Linked DNA regions of Anser cygnoides: region 2 is linked to region 1. The links are chromatin contacts, called in public Hi-C maps. All regions are on one chromosome and are shown on one strand. Each heading gives the region's core, a stretch centred on a gene start, on an enhancer-like site or on the middle of the called end of the contact. The rest is flanking DNA. Distances are from core to core; before and after follow the strand shown.

Region 1 (4,961 bases), core at 872-3,371:
TATCTGACCTAAAAAGCAGTGCATCTTTAAGTATTAGTACGAAATGTGTCTAGATGCTTTACCAAAAACATAGAAAAAAACTGCACGCAGAAGAAGCACTAACTCAGCATAGGACAATTGAGACTTTGGGCTTTCTACTGGTTCAAGAAGTTCAAAAGTATCATCATAGTTTCCAGTGCTTTTTTCAATGCCTACATCTCTTAGTAGCCCCCAAACATCCTGATTACAAATATTTGCAGTTACCTTAAGGCTATTATAATTTTTCTTCTCCGCTTCCTTTAAACACAAATTCAATATACCCTGGGGACAACTGTTTATAATCAAGATTCTATATGTTTTTTCCTGTTTAATAACATACTTAAAATTAATAAATACTATAACGTATACTTAAAAGTAAATAAATCAGTTATGTGTATCATGAATCCTGGAAAAAACACTTATTCAAGTGTTCCTTTTACAAGAGTATACTTATAGCATTACCATATATGAAACACTATCAAGCTATTGTAATACTAATATATGCATTTTACACCCATCCTGCAATGAACTGTACTGAGACCCTGGAACCCAACACAGAAACCGTAAGCTATGTCAAAAATTTATTTTCTAGCAGAACTGAAACTTTACCTGTCACTGAAAAACATGATAGAGGGGGGAGAGAAAGGCAAAAAGAAGAAACAAAGAAAAGTCTAAGTACAAGCAGAAGTACACCGATACACTAAATAGGATTAGAATAATTTACCTGTACTGCATACTTATAGAATTGCTCTGACAACTCTCCAAGCTCCTCCTCAGATTTATGCTGGTTAGTAAACTGCTCAAGTCGATCCAACTGTTCAACTTCAGCAACTGGATACGGCTTCTCTTTCAGCAACTGCAGTATCTGGAATCGGCAGAGGCCCGTAACGAGCAATGTATAATGCGGCTTGGGCCAGTTGCTGCCAACCACCTGAACTGCCAGAGCAGCAGTGCCAATCCTAAAAACAGATCAAATCTTTGTATTACTCGGCACCTTCCACAGAACATTTCACGTGTCCCTTACCAACAAGAAACTGAACTGTAGGACCTCTGAGGTCATAGTTCATTATCAACAAAGGTAACAGAATTACATGACCTCTTTTGCACACAAATTAACAAAACCAAACCTTAAAACTTGAAAAGGAATGAGGTAACTGACAAACTAACAATAGCAATATAATACACACATCCTTTTTGGGAACAAGTAACTTTTTCATAAATAATTTAAGGGATCTTGGAACAGGAAAGGAATGCTTACCTTTCTGCTTGAACTATTTGCACTAGAAAACGGAGCGTTTGTAAACTACTGTTCTTCAGTGAAATTGTCTGTCTCATCCAGAATTAATGTTTTAGTTCACATTTACCTGATTAAACTATGATTAAACTACCTGCTTAAGCAGAATTAAAATACATTCTTGCAAAACGTTACTGAATCCACTAATGCAACAAAGTTTTGTAAGGAATAAAGCATATTAGTTCTATTTGTACTTCATCCCACAGAAATATAATTAGCTTTTAGGAACCTAGGTCTCTACCTGTGTTACTTTTATTAAACCACAACAAAAAACAATATGGGTAGAGCCTTAATGACCCTAAACTTTATCGAATCGCGTTATTCTCTTGCACCCCGGTCTTGCTTTCCCAACCTTCTGGCATGCGCCAGCCCCCCAGTCCCTGCCACCGCGTCCCCTCCGGAGAAGCTCCGGGTAGGGGAGAGGCAGCCCCAGGGAGGCCGAGCAGCAAAGCCCCGTCCCCAAGGCCCGGCTCCCCGGAGGTGCCAGCCGGGGCGAGGCGACGGCCGGGACGAGCTGGCGGTGGCACCTGTGCAGGGAGGGCAGGTCGTCGCAGTCGGACGTGGGGTCGCTGGTGTTGGGGATGACGCCGATGATGGTGCTGCGCAGCGACGTGCCCTTCAGGAGCCGGCTGCGCACCAGCTGCATGTTGCGCGGCGAGTCCACGCTGGTCCGCATGGTGGAGCCGGGCAGCAGGACGCCCTCGTGGGTGAGCAGCAGCGGCAGGCGGCTGGGGATCTGGATGGCGCTGCCCGCCGCCATGGCCGCCCGCTGCGCTGCGCTGCGCCCCGCCGCCCGCCCACGGCCCGGCCCGGCCCCGCCCGCTACGGGCACCCGAGAGGGACCGGCCGGGCCCGGAGGCACGGGCCTGGAGGGGAGGCCCCGCGGCACCTGCCGCCAAGCGGCCCGGTCCTCTCAGGGGCCCCGCCTGCCGCCGCGCCAGGCGCCGGGCCCCGGCCCAACCTCGGGTTGTTTTGTTTTGTTGTCGCCCCTTCTGGGGGTGATGGCACGGGGACAGTGCTGTGCCTCGGCAGCCTCGGCCACCAGATGGCAGGCTAGCTCTTGCAATAGGCTCAGGGTTTCCTTTTGTGTGCCTGTTAAATAAATAAATAACACCAAAAAGTGCTATAAATGAGTTTGTAATAACATTAGGCTCCATTAATAGAAAGGTAAATAGTGAAAGGCAAGGCTTTGGGGATTCCATTTACTGGTTGCAAGTGCTTAGTTCCTTGAGTAAAAGGCACGCTCCCACGGCTCCCACATGTTTGGCCCAGGCCCTCTTTCCTTAGGCTGTTGTTGGGGCAGGGGCTCCCCAGTGCTCCAGGCAGCCCTGACCCCAACGGAAGACATGCAGAAACACCCCTCTGCAGCAGTATAGGGACCAAGGCCCAAACCTTCACCTCAAGCTTTCGCCACGCGAGGATTCAAGCACCAAGTGGTGGTGCCCAGGACACAGCCAAATCCACTCCCCGCCTTTTCACAGGGCCACCTGTGGGCTGAGGCTGATCCCAGGACGCCACTAATGCAGGGCAACATTCAGTGCAGTGTAATGGGGTTCAGCAGAGCTGGAGGCAACACCATTTGTTACAGCTGTGCTGTGTCTAGCTCCTTTTGCTCTAGTAATACTGCTTTGCTCATTCATGCAAAAGCCTGCTCGAGGGATGGACTGTGAGCACTCAGGCCTATGGAGAGTTCAGATGAACAAGCTGATTGCAGAAACTTGCCCTTTTTTTTTCCCCCTACCCTCCACTGGTGAAAAGAGGTGCAATATTAAAATTGCATAATGCAATGAGCTATGTTAGCCAATCCCTTGTTAATCACTGACTGACTCGGTATGCTTTGAACAAAGGTAATCCTATACAAAGGTGAAAGTGTAGTAGCAAGGACTGTTTATACAAGCTGGCACTTTGAAACGCACAAGTATAGCTACAGTAAGAAACTTGCTTAGTCACGCAGTTTATTAATGCCTTAATCTGTTGGCCTACTAGAAGAAAATGTCACAGTAAAAAGACATATGGAAGTAATAACAATGGTTAAATGCAAGAAATTACTACAGCTGAGAAAAATTTTTTCTCTGTAAAACAGTCACTTCAGACAACTTAGAAAGAACCTAGAATTTAATGTACTATTCAACATGACATTTAGAAAATACTAATGCAAAAGAGTACTTAACACAAGAATATAGAAAATGTTTTGTGAACTTCCTGATGTTAAACATAATTACTCTGTAAACATATGTTCAACATTCACATATGTTTAAGCTTCTCTAATTATATTAGTTTGGAATGCGAACACAAACCAAACCTAAAGGTTAAACATTTGCTCATCGTATTTATTGATGAATTTGCTCAATCTGAATCTTTTCATTAAAAAAAAAAATTACCAATTTCATCATGTTTATTCTCCAGGCCATAATTTTCTTCCCTTCTTCAGAAATGACTAGTCCCTCTGGTCATTAAAAATAGTTTAACTCATTCTGGAACCGTATCAGAAAATTTCAATGAGTGATTTAAAATCCCTTTCAATTTCCACAAGCAATTCCCAATATCCAGGACTGTATTTTACTGCACAAACTAAGTGTCCAGTACAATAGGGACACATCTTGATTAGGATGTCTAGATAGTACTTTATTCCTCTAAATTGTTTTCTGCTTAAATACAATCAGATGACATTTAAGCAACAGCTGTTTTGAACTTTTTTCTGACTAGCTGAATCTCTCGGCACATTGAGAAACAGGCTAGCATTAAGATATTAAGAGAATTCTGTGCCTCCAACTCGGAAGCTTTTAGATCAGAAGGGACAATGGCCACATGACCTGACCTCCTTTGCATCTCACCAGCAACTTCTGCATCAAGTCCACAATATCTGAGATGCACTGTATTGCCTGGAGAGGAATTCAGCCGTGATTTAAAGACTTGCTATAAAAGAGAACCAACCACCTCCACAGCTAAGTGTTTCAACAGTTGATTACGTTGTTAGAATTTGCATCCTGCTTGTAATACCAGTTTAAGACCAGCTGCTGCTGTATCGTTACCTATTAGATTGAAGTTGCCTACTATGAGAAAAATCCTTCCCCTGTGATCACTACCAATACTCCAAGATCAAGCCACCACTTAACTTATTAATCTTCTCTGTTAAAGTATATTTCTGATTTATTTATTTATTTTTAAGATTTCATCCTCATTAAATGGTAGATGACCTAAAAGTAGTATTCCAGTAGTGGCCTTGCAACTGTATATAAAAGAGATAATACCTTCTTAGTGTTCACATTTGATATTCCCTTCTTATAAAATCAAACCTGAAGTTTGTAGCTGCTTCACACAGCTTATGCACTAACACTTTGTGGTGGATGCTGTACAAATCTGACTGACAGAGATCTGCATCAATATGATATCTGGTACAAGGTAGTGCATACTATCCCAGATGGCATGGTACAACTGTGATTCCCACCTCATAAATCTGTGTCTATTACCTGAGCTCCACAGAGTCTCCTGCTTCCACTCTCTGAAGCTAGACTGACACAACAGTTAGACCTCACGGAATTTTCAGTGACTAAAACAGATGGGCTTTAGATCTCAGTTCAGTAAGGTACAAAACCACCTCTTCCACATTAAGCACGTAAAGAGTCCCATTAATTTCATATCTTTCAAA
Region 2 (4,648 bases), core at 1,106-3,605, 180 kb after region 1:
TTCCCTCTTCTACTCTAAAAATCAGTTTTAGTTTGCCTTTACTTCAGTAACGCTTAACTAAGTAAAATGGTATAATCTACACTAAGACCATCTTTTGGACTTTACACAGTAAGTTATGTTTACTTGATACAAAAATTGCTACTAAAGTCTAAAGGTGCTGAATAATATCTGTGTGATCTATTTCAGGATTACATAAAAAATACGTGTTTAACACATTAAAAAAAAAAAGTGTTAAGCAATAGTAAGCACTGACAGCTAGAATTCTGCTTATGCATAGTGTTGCTTTTATCCAATGTGGAATTTACATTAGGATGCTTTGCACAGTCATATCCACAGCTTATGGTACTGAATAGCTATTATTTGAAGTGGAACATCTGCCAGTTTGGAAGGTAAAATAAGAAAATATTGCTTGTAGTTATGATGACAAGTCATTCCAAATCTTTAAAGCAACTCAGGCTCTTTAAAGTAGCTGAGATTTCAGAGGTTGTAGACTGGCCAACTGCTGAACATATTTGTAACCTGTTCCTAACTGTTAATTATCACAGTAGCAACAATTGAAACAGTATTTTATTGTTCAAGGAAGGGAAAGAAAAAGCTCTCAAGAAAACTTGCTCTTACTGGCAACAACATAACATATTTTAATACACATAATCATCAAGATATGCACTACCTCCTACAGGATAGGGTCTTAAATGATACCTTGCTGTTGGCTGTAAAACATGAATCATTCATGCATTTCATGCGAGTCTATATTCCATGTTTACTAAATATAAAGGCTCCATGTTTATTAGATCTTACTCTAAGCAAGGTATTAAAAAAAAAGAAACAGTACTGTTTGTGAGCTGGGACTGTCAGCATAGCCCTCATCCAATTCAGAACAGCATGGGGGAGTTTCAGCCAATTTCAATGACGCTAACAACCATGGCTCCTTCTGACAACGCCAGAAAGGAAGAGTAAGAGCTCTGAAATTACACAAACTTCAAAATAGTTATAAAGATGTAGTAGGGAATTTGAGAAACAAGAACATGATTTTCATTTTTAGATAAGATTGTTACCTAAAAGATCACAAAGAAAAATTAATTTTTACACCAACTCATTTATCAGAAAAGCATTTCAACTAAAACAAGCTTTATTTCTCCAATAAACAAATTTCTTTGGATTCTATATAAGTGACAAGATCCCTAAGTAGGAAAAAGAGGAATTGAACTACGATAACAATCTGTCACTATCAGAGAAAACTTTCTTAGATATTTAATAAATAAGTAGAAGGCGGCAGCAGATAAAAGAAAGTCAAGCATTCAAAACCACCTGAATGCCTTCTGCAGTGACAGAGCCCAGCTCGGACGGGAACCGCAAAGTTAGCACACTGCTGTGTGACTCGGGACTCGCACACTCCAAACGCGCAGGATCCAGACTGTATTTTGTAGAGCTCTATGGCTACGTTCGCTAATCAATTTCAGATAACAGTACCGTGTAATCATAATTAGCCAGAAAATAGGAATTCATTTAGTGGACAGTCTTAATAATGGTATTGTGCACATTAATACTATACATAAGTAGAATTCTTAAAGTCTCACCAATCAGAGCACTCGGTAACCACTGCACTTTCTTGGAGGGCCCTCAGGAAGGCCACCTTCTTCAGTCTGACCTGTCACTACGACAGCAGCACAAATCAAATCATGAGTTGTGCAAGCATGTATGCCAAATACAGAAACAGCACAGGGACCACTTGGAAAACTGTTTCCACCAGAACATTAGCAAGTAAAGTCCTACTACTACTGTACTTAATTTAAAAGAGAAAAGAGAACAGGGGTCTTTGAGCTTTGGACATTCAAGACAACTCCCTAAACTTCACCCTTGCACTTGAGGCCAGAACCTCGCTGCCCTGCAGACTGACTTCAGTACCTGAAGCTCTCACGTTCAAATAAATAAATGCTTTTCCATAGAAAACCAGGCAGCAGCAGCTGGCACTCCCGTGCTTTAAAGCGCTCCACCTGCCCAAGAGCGATGCTACGGCAGCAGCAGCAGCAGCTCCCTTCACCCAACCCCGCAGCCCCCGGGGCCGCCCGGTGCCCGGCCGTGCGGGGCAGCGCCGGGTGAGGCGAGGTGAGGCGAGGTGAGGTGAGGTGAGGCGAGGCGAGGGGAAGGGCAGAGAGCGGGGAGCCGCGGGGCGGCTCCGGGACCGAGCCGAGAGGTCAGACCTGAGCGCTTCGAGCGAGCCCGCAGCTCCAGCATCTTCCAGCTGACATCGGCCATGTGGGCCGCCGCCGCCGCGGCCGCCGCCATCCCGCCGCGTTGCGCTCCGCTCCCCACGGCCCGGCGCCCCGTTACCCGCGGCGGCCGTAAAGGTGCCCGGGCCGCTGTCGCGAAACCGTCGCGATGGAGTGGCGGCGGCGCCGGGCCCTCCCCGGTGTTGCCGTAAAGCGCTGCGGGCGGCGGGCAGAGCCGCTGCGCCATGGGGGGCGGCCGCTGTGTGCCGTGGCTGGGCCCGGCCCTGGTGTTGCTGGCGGTCCTGGTGGGGCCCGGCGCGGCGCTGCAGAATGTCACGGCGCAGCTCTTCGGTGCCGAGGCCCACGGCACCCTGGCGGCGTTCGGCGACTTCAATTCGGACAAGCAGACCGACCTGTTCGTGCTGCGCGGCGGTGAGCGCGGCGCTGGTGTGGGCAGGGGGTGCCCGGGGGTGGCCGGGGCCGGCGCGGGGCTCGGAGCCGGGGGGCGGGTGCTGGGGCAGGGGTCGCAGCAGCCCGGCCCGGTGCCCGTGTCGGAAAGGGCAGCGGTCGGCCCTTGCCTCGGCCGCTCGGTGGTGCTGCTGGAGGTGATGGTATTGACTAGCAGAGCTGCTTTCGGGGCTGAAATTGGCGTTTGTGTTGCTCCCGAGGTGTTCCCGACATGGAGAAACAGATTTGCGGTTTGCACTGGAGCAGGGCTTTATTTAGGAGAAGAGGTATTTACCTTTATAGTTGGCTTTGTGGTCTGAGATAGGTAAAAGCATCATCTGGCTGAGCGGAGGGTTTTGCTCCTCCAGACCTTCTTCTTCTGCTTCCACAATTTGTTGGGAAGTAGAGATGAAGAACACTTCATGGTTGTACGGAGGATAAATTAGATGTTAGCCTGCTTTGGATGTTGTTAAGTCCAAAGGAAAGTAGCCGTGCACAAGGCTGTTGGCTTGTCAGCTGCTGGGGGTCTCTGCTGAGGCTCAGGTTGGGGAGAGGACCCCAGTGGGAGCAAACTAGAGGTCAGCACCGTCTGTGGACATCAGACATGGGTTGTATCACTTCATAAAAGTATGACAAGTGGAGAAACTCATACTTCTTGCCTGTTGAATCCACTGCTTTCTACTCGTATTTGATGCCTCTTCCAATAGTACAGGGCAGTGAGTAATTCATCTTTTGCTTTTCACTGGGGAGTTTTGGAAACTTCTGTGGTATCCTGACCACAGAATTTTTAAGCTACTGAGTTGTTGTTTGTATGGAAACTGTGCCCTTTTCCTCACACTTCTCCGTACTTTTTTTTCCCTTTCTTCTGTGCTGTTTTTGAAATGAGAGGATGACAACTGTAGACAGCTTTTAGATATTTACACTGAGGATTGATGTAGTGCCATACTGCTTTCAGTTTTCTGCTCATCAGATAATTTCCAGTACTCTGTTTGTTTTGACTGCTGATGAGCTCTGAGCCAAAATTTGCATAAATCCATCTTTAGAGGCCATAAAATCTCAATTCAGAGAAACATAATTAACTTGGAGCCTGCTATGTGTAAGGATCAATCTGCTTCATCAACATCATTACTTTACCACCTAGATGATAAAAAGGCAGGTAAAAAACTATAGTGTGAAATCAGAATTGTAAGTTTTAGCAGTCAACCTACATCTTTATTATCAAAAGCTTTAACCAGCCAGCAAGCTTCTTCAGCTTACAGCGTGCCAGCTTTTCCAATCATCTGTGAAGGTACAATGCAACCCTGGCTGCGTTAGCTTGCCAGATGGAACTGCACTAGTTGCCTCTATCCATTTGGAAAGGGTTTGTTTTCATTTACTCATCTGTTGGCATATTCTCCTTTGCAAATACGTTTATGGCAGTTATTTTCCTTTTTCATACCCAAAAAGCTTCTATTCTGATATTTCACAGCTGTGAAATTTGCCACAGAGCAAAGCCCTTGAAGTACGCTATGGTAGCTTAAGTTTGGAACTGTAGAATTATTTTCCCTTAGGCAACCTATATCTTATGGTTAGGGATGCTCCAGGTGAGTTTCTTGGAGAATGCAGAAAAACATCATAAAGGATTAGTAAAAAAAAAAAATAAAAAATTAAAAAAAAAATTGTATTTCTTCAGCTGTGAAGTATGATTTTACTTGCAGAAGTTTATATGAATTATGATTTTTTTTCTGACTGAAAAAAAAATTGTAGTTTAAGAATTTTTTTCTTCCCCCAATACAATTCTTTGTGCAACAGGAAATATGGGCTTGTATTTAGATTATACTGTAGTAACTGAATGACAGTGGCTTATATCATTGCCTCTAAATGAGGAAGTGCTGTGTGGAACCAGGTTACTCCTGTGAGTTTCTTTTAAGGTTCTTCTGTCAGCAGGCTTGGAAGAGCAGCATCAGATCCTGCTATGTCAGAGACAGTATTTTAAGAGTTCTTTACGTCAG

The links. A called contact is a pair of places that touch in the nucleus more often than the background predicts.
Region 2: a contact with region 1 is called in a Hi-C map of liver, with 5 times the contacts expected there. The contact joins the promoter of PHKB here to the promoter of LONP2 in region 1. A contact is called at or near these places in 2 of 7 Hi-C or Micro-C datasets (both in liver).

What each region holds. Positions count from the first base shown.
Region 1 is chr12:19,165,089-19,170,049 of Taihu_goose_T2T_genome, forward strand. It overlaps LONP2 (lon peptidase 2, peroxisomal), which reads right to left and starts at 2,122. Exons shown (of 15, transcript XM_013186832.3): 1 at 1,840-2,122; 2 at 743-977. The coding sequence starts at 2,072.
Region 2 is chr12:19,346,623-19,351,270 of Taihu_goose_T2T_genome, forward strand. It overlaps PHKB (phosphorylase kinase regulatory subunit beta), which reads right to left and starts at 2,356. Exons shown (of 31, transcript XM_048073395.2): 1 at 2,202-2,356. The coding sequence starts at 2,286. It overlaps ITFG1 (integrin alpha FG-GAP repeat containing 1), which reads left to right and starts at 2,403. Exons shown (of 18, transcript XM_013186856.3): 1 at 2,403-2,642. The coding sequence starts at 2,456.